5 separate regions of the Drosophila melanogaster genome follow, and regions 1, 3, 4 and 5 are each linked to region 2. The links are chromatin contacts, called in public Hi-C and targeted proximity ligation maps. All regions are on one chromosome and are shown on one strand. The core of a region is the stretch at or near the end of the contact, and the rest is flanking DNA. Distances in the headings are between cores, read along the strand shown. Region 1 holds the start of CG7768. Region 2 holds the start of Gbs-70E (Glycogen binding subunit 70E). Region 3 holds the start of nuf (nuclear fallout). Region 4 holds the start of fz (frizzled). Region 5 holds the start of Frl (Formin-like).

Evidence for each region. Hi-C and Micro-C count contacts between places; a contact is called where the count stands out from the background.
Region 1: a targeted proximity ligation map of the Kc167 cell line shows a contact between it and region 2, with 5 times the contacts expected there. A contact is called at or near these places in 2 of 7 datasets of targeted methods (both in the Kc167 cell line).
Region 3: a targeted proximity ligation map of the Kc167 cell line shows a contact between it and region 2, with 4 times the contacts expected there. A contact is called at or near these places in 4 of 107 Hi-C or Micro-C datasets (embryo and embryonic neurons) and 2 of 7 datasets of targeted methods (both in the Kc167 cell line).
Region 4: a targeted proximity ligation map of the Kc167 cell line shows a contact between it and region 2, with 6 times the contacts expected there. A contact is called at or near these places in 1 of 107 Hi-C or Micro-C datasets (wing imaginal disc) and 2 of 7 datasets of targeted methods (both in the Kc167 cell line).
Region 5: a contact with region 2 is called in a Hi-C map of the Kc167 cell line, with 3 times the contacts expected there. A contact is called at or near these places in 5 of 107 Hi-C or Micro-C datasets (the Kc167 cell line, the ML-DmBG3-c2 cell line and the S2 cell line) and 1 of 7 datasets of targeted methods (the Kc167 cell line).

The regions. Positions count from the first base shown.
Region 1 is chr3L:14,216,738-14,219,496 of dm6, reverse strand. CG7768 reads right to left here and starts at 1,293. Exons shown (of 2, transcript NM_168584.4): 1 at 1,207-1,293; 2 at 523-1,152. The coding sequence starts at 1,114. The coding sequence ends at 620. The region is part of intron 7 of nuf (nuclear fallout); the gene reads right to left.
Region 2 is chr3L:14,549,681-14,552,380 of dm6, reverse strand. It overlaps Gbs-70E (Glycogen binding subunit 70E), which reads left to right and starts at 1,406. Exons shown (of 6, transcript NM_001274913.1): 1 at 1,406-1,844; 2 at 2,222-2,383. The coding sequence starts at 2,292.
Region 3 is chr3L:14,189,577-14,192,276 of dm6, reverse strand. nuf (nuclear fallout) reads right to left here and starts at 1,407. Exons shown (of 12, transcript NM_001259821.2): 1 at 686-1,407. nan (nanchung) reads left to right here and starts at 2,629. Exons shown (of 9, transcript NM_140439.3): 1 at 2,629-2,700.
Region 4 is chr3L:14,272,787-14,275,663 of dm6, reverse strand. fz (frizzled) reads right to left here and starts at 1,321. Exons shown (of 5, transcript NM_080073.3): 1 at 1-1,321. The coding sequence starts at 609.
Region 5 is chr3L:14,051,784-14,054,483 of dm6, reverse strand. It overlaps Frl (Formin-like), which reads right to left and starts at 1,269. Exons shown (of 9, transcript NM_001144476.3): 1 at 141-1,269. The coding sequence starts at 416. It overlaps CG6833, which reads right to left. Exons shown (of 1, transcript NM_140432.5): 1 at 2,015-2,700. The coding sequence ends at 2,276. CG13484 reads left to right here and starts at 1,405. Exons shown (of 1, transcript NM_140433.2): 1 at 1,405-2,056. The coding sequence starts at 1,488. The coding sequence ends at 1,943. It also overlaps asRNA:CR46067.

The sequences.
Region 1 (2,759 bases), core at 44-2,543, 330 kb after region 2:
ATGCACATACACATATACACATTGTATAACATAGTTAGCCAGGTGTTTTTAGGTTTGAAAAGAAATACTAACTTCCAAATATAATATTTGTTTAAACAAAACTTATATTGCAGAATATATTTAAAAAATAATGGATTCAATTTGAGTTTTTGAATGTATTTAGTAAAGTGCACTTTACCAAACATATACATATGTATTACTGGTGGTTAATTCTTTTTTTTCATCAGTGTATGTGACTTAATAGACATTTGCAAAGTGCATTCGGGTAAAGTGGATAGAATGGCTTGAGGGAAAGGTGATGGGAGACAGAATGAGAATCGAGTGGAAAGAATCAAAAGCGACATATGTGAGCAACTCTTGAACTAAATTGAGTCAATTAAAAGTAATGGAAAGAAAAATCAAAGGAAAATGAGTCAGGGAACTGGGCTGTTCAGGGTGCACCGGATTATTCAACGAATTGGTCTGAAATGCGTAACATATGAGAGCGATGTAAATAGTTGAACCGACAAAATACATTTTTTTGCACCCCCTTTTATTTTGCAAAGTTTTCTTGAAAAGTATAATTTCAGTGTAATAGTGTAAATGTGTGATTGACAGCACTATTATGTATTGACACCCTTCAGAGGGCTCCGCAGTCTTCGATAATTACTTTCTTGCTGGTCTTCCCATCTTGTGAACCGTAAGATTCTACCTTCTGGACGATATCCATTCCCTCAACGACCTTGCCGAACACGACATGCTTATTATCCAGCCATGTGGTTTTCCCGGTGCAAATGAAAAACTGAGATCCATTGGTATTGGCCCCAGCATTGGCCATCGAAAGTACACCAGCTCCGGTATGCTTTAGCTCGAAATTCTCATCGGGAAACTTGTTTCCATAAATGGAGCGTCCTCCAGTTCCGTTTTGATTAGTGAAATCACCGCCCTGACACATGAAATTCGGGATGACGCGGTGGAATGGTGATCCCTTGTAGCCGTACCCCTTCTCTCCGGTGCAGAGGGCCCGGAAATTCTCCGCCGTCTTGGGCACCACATCCGAACGTAGTTCCATCACAATTCTACCTAACTTCTCACCTCCTGCGGCTATATCGAAGTAAACGCGTGGCAACGACATCTTCGCAGATGCCGAAAATTTTCGGAGAAAAGCCAGATCTATTAGGTTTAAAATCGAACGATGCCTTGTTCAAAAACAAGAAATATATTTACCGGATAACTTGGTGGTGTCAGCTTTATGATAAAAAAAAGTAACGACTTTCAAGAGAACCGTACAGTAGAACAGCTGGAACTGAACTGACGAATATTCTGGGCTAGTCAGGGATCTGAAGTAAGGGCTCGTTGAAATTCATTTCACAGCCTTCTTTATAAAATCCAGTAGCAAAAAAAAATGCCTGCTTTGGCTTCCACAATTTTTAATACATTGCAAATGATCGGTATATTTGGATATTTTAAGGTAATATTGTCCTTAAAATACCTTTATCCGTGTCTAATCTTACAGACCTTATTTACTCTTCTAATTTGTTTAACCGCCGCCTTAATCAACGCAAAACTCACAGATACTTTTAAAGCCGGCTATATTTACCTTTCATTTGCAGTTGTGTACAAACTTTATATATCCATCCACGCGATGAGTGTATGTTTGTATAATTAGGCAAAAAAAATAGTCAATATTTATTTGCCAAAGCAAATACAAACTGTGAGAATTATCCACGTTTTAAAGAAGCTGCTATTGCATTTATATTTATTCATTTGTTTGTTGTCTATATGAACGCATAGCACTCCTTTAAAACTCTTCTATCCCCGACTTCTTTGGGTTTAGCACATTTTGTGTATATATTAAAGTCCAGGGCCTAGTGAGTTTCCAAGACAACAATTGCTATTTGGGTATACATATACATAAGAATTGTTATAAGGGGAAAATAAAGGAAGGTTGAAGTACGATAAGATTGGCTAGTAACCGAGAACGTTGTAAACACAATGTTCGATAAAGTAGGTTTGGCATATTTAATAAGTTGCACGGACTTTCCCTTTATAAGCTTTATAATCATTTTTTATGTATTTTTCGCTCATAAATAAAAATAAAAATTAAAAACAAGCTACTTCAAGACCCTTAGATAATCTCCCCTCAAAATGCCAAAAGTTCAAGATGATTTAACGAAAGAAGGTTATTCGCACGTAGGTCGTAATTGTTAACTCGACTCTCCACTGTCTCATTACTTATAATAAATTGTAGTGCGACCGAATAGCGAAGACAAGAAAGATACAATCCATAGTTGGCCAAGACAAGTGTAGCCCCAACTGAACTCGAACTCGAAACCGATTCGATTCGTTTTGACTAGTTACCCATTAATGTAACGCCCCGTTCGCCTTGGACAACCTTGTGCAAAAAGTAATATACGGAAAGCCAACATGACGTAATGGAAAGCGTAGGATTTCTACTTGCCAACTGCTCCCACTGCCACGCCCCCAGAAATAGGCGCCTCTTTTATGGACTTGCGAGTGTATGAGTGTGTGTGGGAACATAAATTCACATTATGGCCAATTCTTCGGGCGATTTTTCAGCTTAGATAAAAGGTAGACAAGAAACACTTTTGTGGGTTCGTTTTAGCACTTACCAAGTGGAATTGGTAAGATAAGAGTGCTCGAGGTAGTTTGTGTTTAGCTATTGTTTTGCTTACCTGGAAATAAAGGAAAATAAAGAACAAATTATTATTAGATTTGGAATAGCAGAAGTCAAGATAATAGATATGGAAATGAGGTGA
Region 2 (2,700 bases), core at 157-2,656:
CTTGTCTGGGACAGTTTTGATGTGGGTACGACAGATATCATGTGGGTCGAAACTGGCCTGAACTCTACATGCATAGATTGGAAAAGAAAAAGCGACGAGGAAAATCAATTTCAATGCTTCATTAGTTGAGTATTTGAAATTTTGAGCCTCTTACGCAGGTTTAGGTGTTGATTTCTATTTTAATAATGGCCTTACGCGCGAGTTTTATGGGATTGATGAGGAATTTTAAGCTATAATCACTAATGACTTGGACTATTTTTAATACGAATGCATTTATAATCAGCTGATAACTTATCAAAGCAGATAAAGTACTTTTTGAGACATAGACTTAGGTTTTATAGTATTTATTATTTATAAAAAATTTCAATTAATATAGTTGCATATTTTCCTTTTTTATTACCAAAATCGATTAAATTCGAAGAGCTTTTTATAAGTTCAGCAATGAAAATAGACTAAAAGTGTCTCATTCACGAGACCCTAATGGAAGGCCTAATTGATTTACATATGTCAGGGGAGCACCCTCACATAAAAGAAATGCGTGGGCAGACACATAAAACCAAAACCCACTCACAAATGAGTCGAGTGGTGAATAATGTCCCATATTCAATTGAGTGCGGAAGAGGCCCTTATAAATCTGTGTGTGAAATATCTTTTATAATAAAAAACAATTTAACTAATAATACCAATTCTAGTTCGTAAGGCTATAAATATTGAACTGAACAGACCAGAGGCTATAACCTATCGACTTCGATAAGATAAATATTTAAAAAGCTGAGACGGAAAAAGTGTTTGCCAAACTCCTTGAAATTCACTTGAGCGCCACGAGGCTCAGTGGGAAATTTGATTTTGGGAGATGGGATGCTTCCCGTGCATGTGATCATGTCTCGAGGGGCTGACACCCGTTTTGACTTTTGTCACCGCCAGTGGCGCCAAAACTAATCAAAGCAACTAGGACCGACGCTAAATCGAAACCACAACTACAATCACTGCGGAATACCAAAATGCAATCAAAATATGCAAGCCACGTCGATCAGGAGAGAGAGAGAGAGTGAGAGAGAGACCGGGGCTATTCTAGAAACCTAACGCGAGTTCAGAACGCTGAATTATGTATACCCTTTAAAGTACTAACAGAGCAGAAAACTTAACTGTTTTATGTGGTCGTTCATTAGTAGTAAAAATGGGATGATTTTATTTTATTCTGCTTTACTGTTATTTCTGTTTTCTGTTTTTATATACTGGCCTCTTGAATATATAACATTCTGATAACATTACAAACGCTCCACTAACATGTCTATATGTCTTGGAAGGGAATTCAAACAACCAATCTCTCTCTTTTTCTTTTTCTCTCTCTCTCTTTTTCTGTCGCCCCGATCAAGTCTTAACGGCAAGTTGCAGCAACAAACATTTTCATTCGTTTTCGCATCGTCGAAGCGTACGGTTCATAGGAGGAACGGAACGAAGCGGGGAACGCGACGGAAACTAGTTGCTGTTTTTTTGTCCGTGTTAAATAATTGACACAAGAAAATTTAGCTACACTTAAGCAAAGTCCGCGAAAAATCTATTAAAAATCGTTCGTCGTTTTGTGTGTGTGACCACGAAAAAAGTGCCCCGATCGGAGGATTTTAATAAATTCAATTAAGGTTCCGTCCCAACGATCGTTTTTCATTGTCTGACGCTCACGCGTGATGTACAAATGAAAAAGTAAAAATTTAAATAAGATCAAAGAAAGAAAGATCACAGTAAAATTTAAAGTGGATTGACTGCACAAGAAAAAGAAAAGTTCCTTACCTCCTAGCCAGAAGTCAAAAGTGAAGCGGAAAACAGAGTGGAGATAACAATTAACGGTTAGTTGTAAAGCTAAAACTACACAATAAACATATCATGAAAAACTTTATAAAACATAAGAAGGGGGGCATTTTATTATTTTGGGTATCAGCATTTACATCACCTTGTTTCGAATCAAACTGATTTTAACATGCATTTGGACCAAACTAACAACGTTTCGAATGTTATCTCTTATGGAAATGGTATTGCTATATTATACCATCATTAATTCCGATTCCACCTGAGATTAGCAATTAATATGAAATTTCATAAACATATATTATATATTCGGATCATGCATTCTATTTACACATTACTTTCCAATTAAACGTTCATTTATTGCCGCGCTTCGATTAGCAACAAAAACAAATCGTTAATTTTCTATATTTTTCCACAGGGGCTTCCATACCAAAGTTCCTTGTTTGTAGAGATCATTGTAATCAGCGCAGATCGAAGCCATATATAAAATGATTTCGCACAGTCCGCCCATATTCAGTCACAGTCCACCCGTTAGTTTTCTGGCGGACTTCATGAGCGGACATCCCCGTCAATCGTTGAAGTAAGTTTACAAAAGTATATAACTCATAAATAAATATAGCCAGCAATTGGACTAATTTAACACAGAATTGCTCTAAGTGAATCCACGAGTTTCGGCAGCCAATCAAAACAAATTAAATAGCCAAACATCATTGAAAGAGTACCAATTCTCAGGTTTTTTCATGTCGAAAGAAAATATTTTTTTAACTTTCTTATCGATTGATAAGGAACTAGAAGCATTTTCTGATGCATCATCTTTTATGAATTTAACAAGTGGTGTACGTGTTAATAAGAGAAACGATATAAATGTCTGATAACCTGAAAAACCATGTGATAGTA
Region 3 (2,700 bases), core at 158-2,657, 360 kb after region 2:
AATGGCCCAAAACAACAGAATGACGATACCAAAGTGTCTTTTTCTAAGCTGTTTCAAATGACTGCGTATTTGAGAATCAATATTATTGAGAATGTGTGATTACACAAAAAGAAATTAATAATAAAGGATGGGAAGCAATTAAGTGCGTCATCTGACAGGCACACTAGTCACGCAGTTAATATAAATGTGTTAAATAACAAACATTACTTTCTCTAACAATAATATGTTTAAATGATATCATGCCTATAATATCATTTTATGTTTTCCTAACCTAATTTACATAGTAAACTATTAGGATAAGTTGAATACTTAATATGACAAGCTACTTTTTTTTAAATAGTTTCACAGCTTAGCTGTAAAGAAACTATTTATCTCGAAATATTTATAACTCTGTCTTAGTATAAGCTTAGTATAAACTAAAGATCAGATTAGATGAGATGAGATCATTTGGGGTATATTATCTTTCCTACAGTCAGATTCTGTAGGAGGTTTAACTTTCGAGATTTGTACTATAGAACTTAATATTTTGCACCCAAAAGTAGTTATTATTGCCCAATTAGATCTCCTTATCTATTCAGTTATCTCGTTTTTCCCTCTTCTTCTTTTAAAGAAACAGTATAACAGTACAGTTTAAACATTTGCTAATTGGGAACCGTTTTGCACACAGTTAGTTCGGGCAACGCACCTGTTGAAATATATTTGCGTATCCAATTGGAGCAGACGAGTGGCTTTAACCGTTAGCTGAACATGAATTTGGTTAAAAACAAAAAAAAACGAATTATTTGCACTTGGCGAAAAGCCACAACAACAACTGAATGGTGAAAATACAGGAACACACACACACACGCGCGCAGTCTAAGGAGAGAGGGAGACGAAGATAGCCGGCGAAGCGCAACAGTTGGATCTCGGTGTTGTTGTTGTTTCTGTTTATGTATTTGTTGCAGAACAGGTAGTTGAGCCGAATATTGCCTAAAATCGGCTTTGTTTATTGTGTTTTATTCGATTTTCTTACACTTTCACTTAATTCAGCATTCTTCGCATATCAAAGCACTTATAGCTGCATTTTTTATTGGTAAATTGTATTTGTACGCGTGCGTAACGTTGGCAACGTCTTTAACTTATTTTTTGAGCTGTGTTGTGATTTGGTGGTTTTACGTGGGAAATATCACCGCGCGCGCTATCGAAAATATGTAAAAGTAATAAAACGCCAAAGTCCAATTGTATATTCCTAATGGTTTTAAATAATGTCGTTTTCCGATACTTCTATACAATTCGACTTCACGCGCGCAGCAACAACTAACGCTTGATTACGAGTAAAAATATTAAAAAAATGCAATTGCAGTTTCGATATATGCCAGCCCGACGATGCGTCCGCTTCAAACTAAATTCGACGACCGAAATCGCGTTGTTTCCGGTTTGCATTGGCTTATATATGGCAAAGTGTGGCCAGTCTCGTAGATCCACAATATCCTTGATTTCTTAGGATTGCTTACATGCAGTATATTTCGCTGCCACAAACACGGTCACTCTTCTTTTCGCTAGCTATGTTAACTCTCTGATATTTTGAACTACTTAACAGAGTAGCAGGTTTCTGAAACACAAATGCTTTTGTGCTCTATCTAATTTTTTTATTTTGCACATATATAATTTTCATAGGTGTTATAGAACTTTATTTATATAGCTTTCTTGTAAAGTATTTACCTTAGGAAATACATTAGAGTTTTATTTCAACTGTCTGATTGGACTATCGTAGACACATACCAAAGTTGTTATCGGACCTAGTCCTCGCTAAGACCTATCGAACTACTAAGCGACTTTAATAAACATATACTTTAGCCGCCTTTTTTGCTTAATCGATTATTATTCGATAGCTTCATTTGGGTTGTTGTCCCAATTAATTAGCTGAAATATTTTGGGAGATATCAAAGCTATAATATTTTATGTCCTTATGGCAAGCGGGCTCACTCTAGCAAATCATAAGTTGAAATCCACTTTAGTTCCGCATAAAATTTTTCCACGTCATCGCTACGAAGTCATTGACACTTTTTTCTGCTAGGTTATCTGTTAACTGTCAGTTCTGGACTGTAGAATAAAGTGACCTTAATGAAAACATAAATTTCAATAAATGATTTAAATTGCTTATAATTGAAAGTGAAATTTTGAGTATTGTCTGGTGTGAACGCTGTGTAACAAATCTTGTAGAATACTCGTGTAGTTAAAAATGTAGAAAATATTGACACGGCTAAGCCCTGACAGCGAGGACATGAACCACACTGTTTAAGTCAATAATTTTCGAATTCAAAATTCATTTTTAAAAGTAATAAACCGTTTATTTATTTATAAATCATTGTTCCCCAAACTTAAATAATGAAAAAATACATTTTTAAAGCTAGGCTTCATAGTGGACTTTATACATTTTTTTAAAGTATTTTATAAATATGTAACACTATTAATTTTTTTAAATGTTTACCTGACATAAAAATGTAAAATTAAATTATACATGTAAAAAAACAAGATAACAAGTAATACACGACTCACCTACATTTCGTTGATAGATTCATGATAAGCAAACCAAACCCATAGAAGAGGCCAATGAGACTTGTTGAACAGGTGCAACAGGTACGATGTCGTAGCAACACAGCGTAAACAAAGCAAAGGAGCTCAAGTTCAGCTGTTGCATTGGCAACGGACGTGCACGGA
Region 4 (2,877 bases), core at 72-2,571, 280 kb after region 2:
GAATCCAATGTTTCGGTGCGGACTTTCTACGCCCGTCTGGTGTTTACGGGTAGTGACCTTAGCCACACTCCTTGTGGGCGTGGCCGCCGTGGAGGCCGATGATGTGGTATTCTCCGCCACGCACAAATCCTCGCCTCCATGGACGGGAAATTTGGAGCACTCCAGATTTTCCGGCCAGTTAAAGTTGTAGGTTTTCATTAACTTTTCACATACCCGCGCCGATTCGCACAGAGATCGACAAGGCGGAATGGGTCGCTCCAAAATTGTGCAGACCGGAACGTACAGGGAACAGAGGAACAACTGGAGGTCATCACTGCAGCCGATCTTCACGAGCGGAGCAAACTGATGGACCTCCAGACCCGCCTCCTCCTGCTTGGTATGGCCAATAAGATTTGGCATAATGGTCATGTTATATGGTATATTCTTGCAGATCGATATGGTGATGGGTTCACAGCGATTGTGATGTGGCAGTCCATCTAGTTCGGTCCCAGAACTGGCCATTAATCCCCCGCCGCTGCGATAATACGGACTCGCATCGAGGGGGCTCTGATCGTAGCGCTGGACCCCCTGTATCAGGGTGGGTAAAATAAACAGGATTTGACGCCACATTTTGGAATTTTTCGATATCGCTGTCAAATAACTTTTGGGGCTTTTTCTCGATCTCTTTAAACACTTTAAAACACACACATGTTGCTCATCTACTTGCACTCACTTATACACCATTGAATACTTATTTGATTTATTTTCCCTGTTTAAAAACTTCACTCCCACGAAACACTTAACACCTTTTAAATATTTGCCGGCGGCAAATATTTAGTTTGGCCTTATAAGCAAATAATAAATATTTCTCTCTATTCTCTTATTTGCGTTTGCTTTTGCTCTTTATTTTGTTTAGACTTTTTTTGTTATTTTCCGACTTCAATTTGGTTTAACCGTTTGAATTCGACTTTGCTATTTGTTGTTGGCAAAATATTATTGTGTCAAAATTTAATTTTTGGGGGTCTTTAGGACTTAGTAGCGTTGGCTTTTATCTGGCACAGTACCGGGCTTTACTTTTCTAGCAGCCACATTTTTATCTTGCTGTATGCACATACATAAGTACCGTTAGCTGTATATCATTTATGCCTCCCCCGCTTTTTGAATTTCCTTATTTCTTTCACTTTTTCGAAAACCGCGCAAAAAAATAACTGAACAAACACGGAGTCGAATTCAACTTTTTCGCACGGGACTTACGTTAAAAGACGAAAACGGAGCCGGAGTTCGAGTCGAAATCAATCCGCGAGCACATCCGCATGGTAGGGCATACGCTGACAAACTGAGGAACTGAAAACATGGGGCTCTTTCCAAGCCGCTCTCTCACCGTATCGTTCTCCTGCTCACACGCTGAATATGCGCTCTTTCGCTCGAATGGTGTGAGAGGAGGTTTTATTCAGCTATACGCTTTGTAGTATAGCACTGGGGGCGACCTTGAATTTGACACTCTCGGCGGGAGAGCCAGAGAGCCAAAGAGAGCGAAGTGAAAGACAGGGCTGTTATGCCTTTTGTTTGGATGCTGTCTCGCTCGCACTCTGTCTCCTCTCAACTTCTTGGCCTCCTGTTGATTAGCAGACAGGAAAAAGAAAGCATCAACAAACAACTAAATAAGAGACCATTTAATTAATTAGAATTCAAGATGATTATGCAATCGACAGGGCTAATAGGAAATTAGGGGCGGAAGCTGTGCCCAAATCTAGGTGTTGGGCCCGCTCAATGGAAATTTGAACATCGATATTCACTTTGTAAATACTTAAATATTTATAGATTCCAATTTAAATATTAATTAATTAACCATTTTTTCGATATAATAAATTATAACCAATCTTATGCTTATAAAATGAATAAAAGAAATAAGTGCTGCATTTAAAATGGCTCCAATATAAAAAGACTAGAATCATTTTGCCAGCAAAAAATCCTTGCTGAAATGGGATACATATCCGAAAACGAAATGAGTATACAACATTTATGTCCGAATGTCAAAAAGTTACAGTGCATGTCAGCTAAATATTTTTCAGTTTCTAAAATGTCATATTGCTTAGGTCACCGCACCTTCTTATCTTTTTATATCAATCCATCGATGCCCGTTACACTTCCCACTGTTCTTTGGTAATCTTCAGCTGTTGCAAGTGCCGTTAGAAGACATTTGCCCTCTACTGGAATATACCTATAATAATTGCTTTTCTCCAGCTTTCTTCCTCTATAGAAATACATATTTGCACGCGTTAATTTCCTTGATTTCTGCGACAATTTTTATCGTCGACCATTTCTCTGCGCACTTGCATTTACCATTTATCTTTATCTTTAGTTTTTGCTGTTGTTTGTTTACTTGCTCGCTTTTTTCCGGCAGTTAATTAAGTCATTAACTTGCGTTTAATCTGAGCTTTAGCATGAGTGAAGAGAACTTATCGCGGGAATTTGTCTAATGACCCCGTGGTGGATCGCCAAGGGAGGTGTGGGGGGTTAGGCATCTGCTGCCAGTCAATAAACTTGTTATATTGACAATAATGATGACATTAAAGGAGTCTTGGCAGTCTTTTGTCTTTGTCACCTGTAGAACCCTTTTCTCCGATCAGGCTTTCTCTGTCTCTGTCGCTCTCTACTTAACATATCTCTTTCAGCACATAACTGGCTCTCCCGCACTCTCTTTTGCGTTAAACAAGTGTTACCGGTTTAGCCGGCAAAGTTCATTTTATGCTTTGCTCTTTTTATCCGCTCTCTTCTTGGCTCCATCAACCCCAGTTCTCCCCCACCGCCACCTCCTCATCCTATTCTTCGCTTCTACACTTCGTCGGCTTGTTTAATAAAAAGCGCCAAAGTTGCGCCGCATAAAAAGGCTCTTTT
Region 5 (2,700 bases), core at 20-2,519, 500 kb after region 2:
ATAGGTAAAAATAAATAAATAAATTTGTATATCTAAAATTTAGCAAATTATAATGAATTTAATGAAAGTATAAAATTGTTCTTTAAGCCATATTTTAATACCTAAGTTTTTTTTTTGTCATGGTATTCGGATTAACTTACCAGCACTTTGGCGAATCGTCGGTCCAGCTCATCTGTGGTGGGCATGGGTTGCTGGCTCCGGCTCCGCAGGCTCGGCTGCCTGACATGTTGGTACTGGGAACTGCAGCCGATGTCGTAGCGCAGATCCTGTTTCTGCAGCGTGCCGCTAGAGATGGAACCGTTGTGCTGGTGGCCATTGCGCATCGAGTGATGGTGCGCATGCGAATGGGGATGCTGCAGCTGCTCATCGGCGTCCACATCAGCGCTGGTGATGGTTCGCGATTTGACGGCGCCCATTATGGTGGCAAAGCGACCAGAGCCCGAAACCGAGCCGGAGACGGAGCCGCCTCCTCCTCCTCCTCCGCCGCCTCCTCCCCCTGGATCCTGTAATCCCCGGGATCCGGATCCTCCGCCGCCGATGGCGTCCTCGATGGTCGCCGCTTGGAGCGCAGTGCTAAGGGACAGCGAGAGGGTACCCCATACAGTCCGGCAAAGGGCACGCGTGCGTTCCGGGCAACTTGAAAGTTGCTCTTTGATTCCGTTGAAGATATCCAAAGCGGCTGCTGCCTGTTTCTCTGCTATCGAACGCTCAGAACAACTGGCCAATCGAAAGTGACTATTTTCCGGGCGTGTGTTTTCTTATTTTTGGTTGCCTTTTTTGTTTTTTGTTTAATTTATTTATTTTTTTTTTTTGTTTTGAAAGTAAGTGTAAAAAGTGCTGTGTTCCAAAATTTTGATAATTTAATTTACTTCTTTCTGACAATGTAAGCAAAAACACAATTTGTTGCTACTGTTGTTGCTGTTGTTGTTGCTGGTGGTGCAACGGCGGCACTCACACAGGCACACAGCCACTAGCACTCACACACACACACACCTACAGCAAGACACGGATGCAGGCACACAAACACAGACAAAGGACCAGATTTCGATGAAAGGCTCCTGCGGCAGGCGACGCCTCTTGTGCTTTGTTTGCAGGTTTTTCCGAGCGAGGGACGTGCGAATTGCTTGCAATTTGCCTTACACACCGCATTAGACTCGGTCTGTGGGCGATAAGTGTGGGAACCGAGAGCAACTGCAGTTAAATGCACTTTATTTTGCCGACCGACCGCACGACAACCGCGCTACACGAATATTCGGGACAGTGTGACCGAACTGGGTCTGCGCACGGAAACCAAAGACTGGCGGGAAAACACCCTAAATGTGCCGAAAACTGCGCTTAGCAAAGTTTTAAGCCAGTTGATTTAATTAATATGCATTTTTGTGGTAATTGCCAACGGTCGCACTTAAAATAAAAAAACATTTGTTTTACATTTCGGATCCAAGGAAATAAGCCATTATTGGCTTAAATAAGCTTTAACGACTGCAATCATGAGCACCCCTCGCAAGAACTATAACAACCTGCCGCCCTACTGCCCACAAGGCGGCCAGTACCCATCGCAGTCCGCGGATTACAGAGCGCAGCAATTCGGTGGCCAGCAGAAGCCACAAAATCCAAACGTTGGCTTCTACGAGGACAAACAGGGCCAGCAAAATGTTCCTCATTTCTACCAGAACAAATCCCCACAGGAGCCGCAGCGCCATCGGCCCTACGGTCAGGGCAGGAATTTCGGACGCGGCGGCAGCTTCAATCGCAGGAACCAACAGAACTGGGATCATCCGAGGAGCCACCAGAACAGGGAACAAAACCAGAGCGGCAGCTCCTTCGGCCAGTACTTTCATCCCTCCATGCTGGAGGATCCTTGGCGGGAGCTAATGGAACGGCACGAGGCCATCCACGGACCCAGTACTAGCCGAACTTCACCGAAAGAGGTGGCGGCTTCCTAAAATGTAGAATACAACACTAAGAGCTAGTTAAGCCCTGTAGGATAATTTCCCCAAAGCAAAGAAAGAATTTTAATTTTAGCTTTCCGATATTAAACAAAAGAATGTGTAAACATAAAAATGGTTTCATCATGAGATCCGAGCCTGCTTTTGAGTGGCACATTACGTGCTGAAAACCGCTCCGATGCCTTCAAGAAAGAACTATGGCTAAGGTTGTAACATTTTATACATTTAAGCAACAGTTTCACGTGAATGAAACCCGTGTGTATACTTAAAAATTTAAGACTACCGTAATGGAACACCCCTCAGTGCAATGGGGCTCCCCGAGTGAGCTGCTAATAGTGCTGCTGTTGATGCCGCTTCTTCTCCAGATACTTCTCCCAGTCGACGGCAACGCGATTGTAGATACCCATGGCGGCACGTGCATCCTCCACGGAATTATGCTCGCCCGTTTGGATCTCCTGACCCAGAACGGCCTTTGTCAGGCGTTTTAAGCTGGGCGTGTGGGTATTAGAGATGAGTTTGCACAGCGGCTTATAATGCGACGTATCACGAATGTCATGGAACGGATGGCGGATGCCCAGTACGGCAAGATCGTTGCGCAGGCCGTGTCCCACCAGAATGCGGCCATGTATCAGCTTCATCACTTCGTTTTGCACGGCGGCAAAGTCCTCACCGTTAGCGATGTCCTGCGGCCGAATGCCGGACACGCTGGTGCGGTAGTCGGTGACCTCCTTTCGCGGCTTCACATACTTGTCCA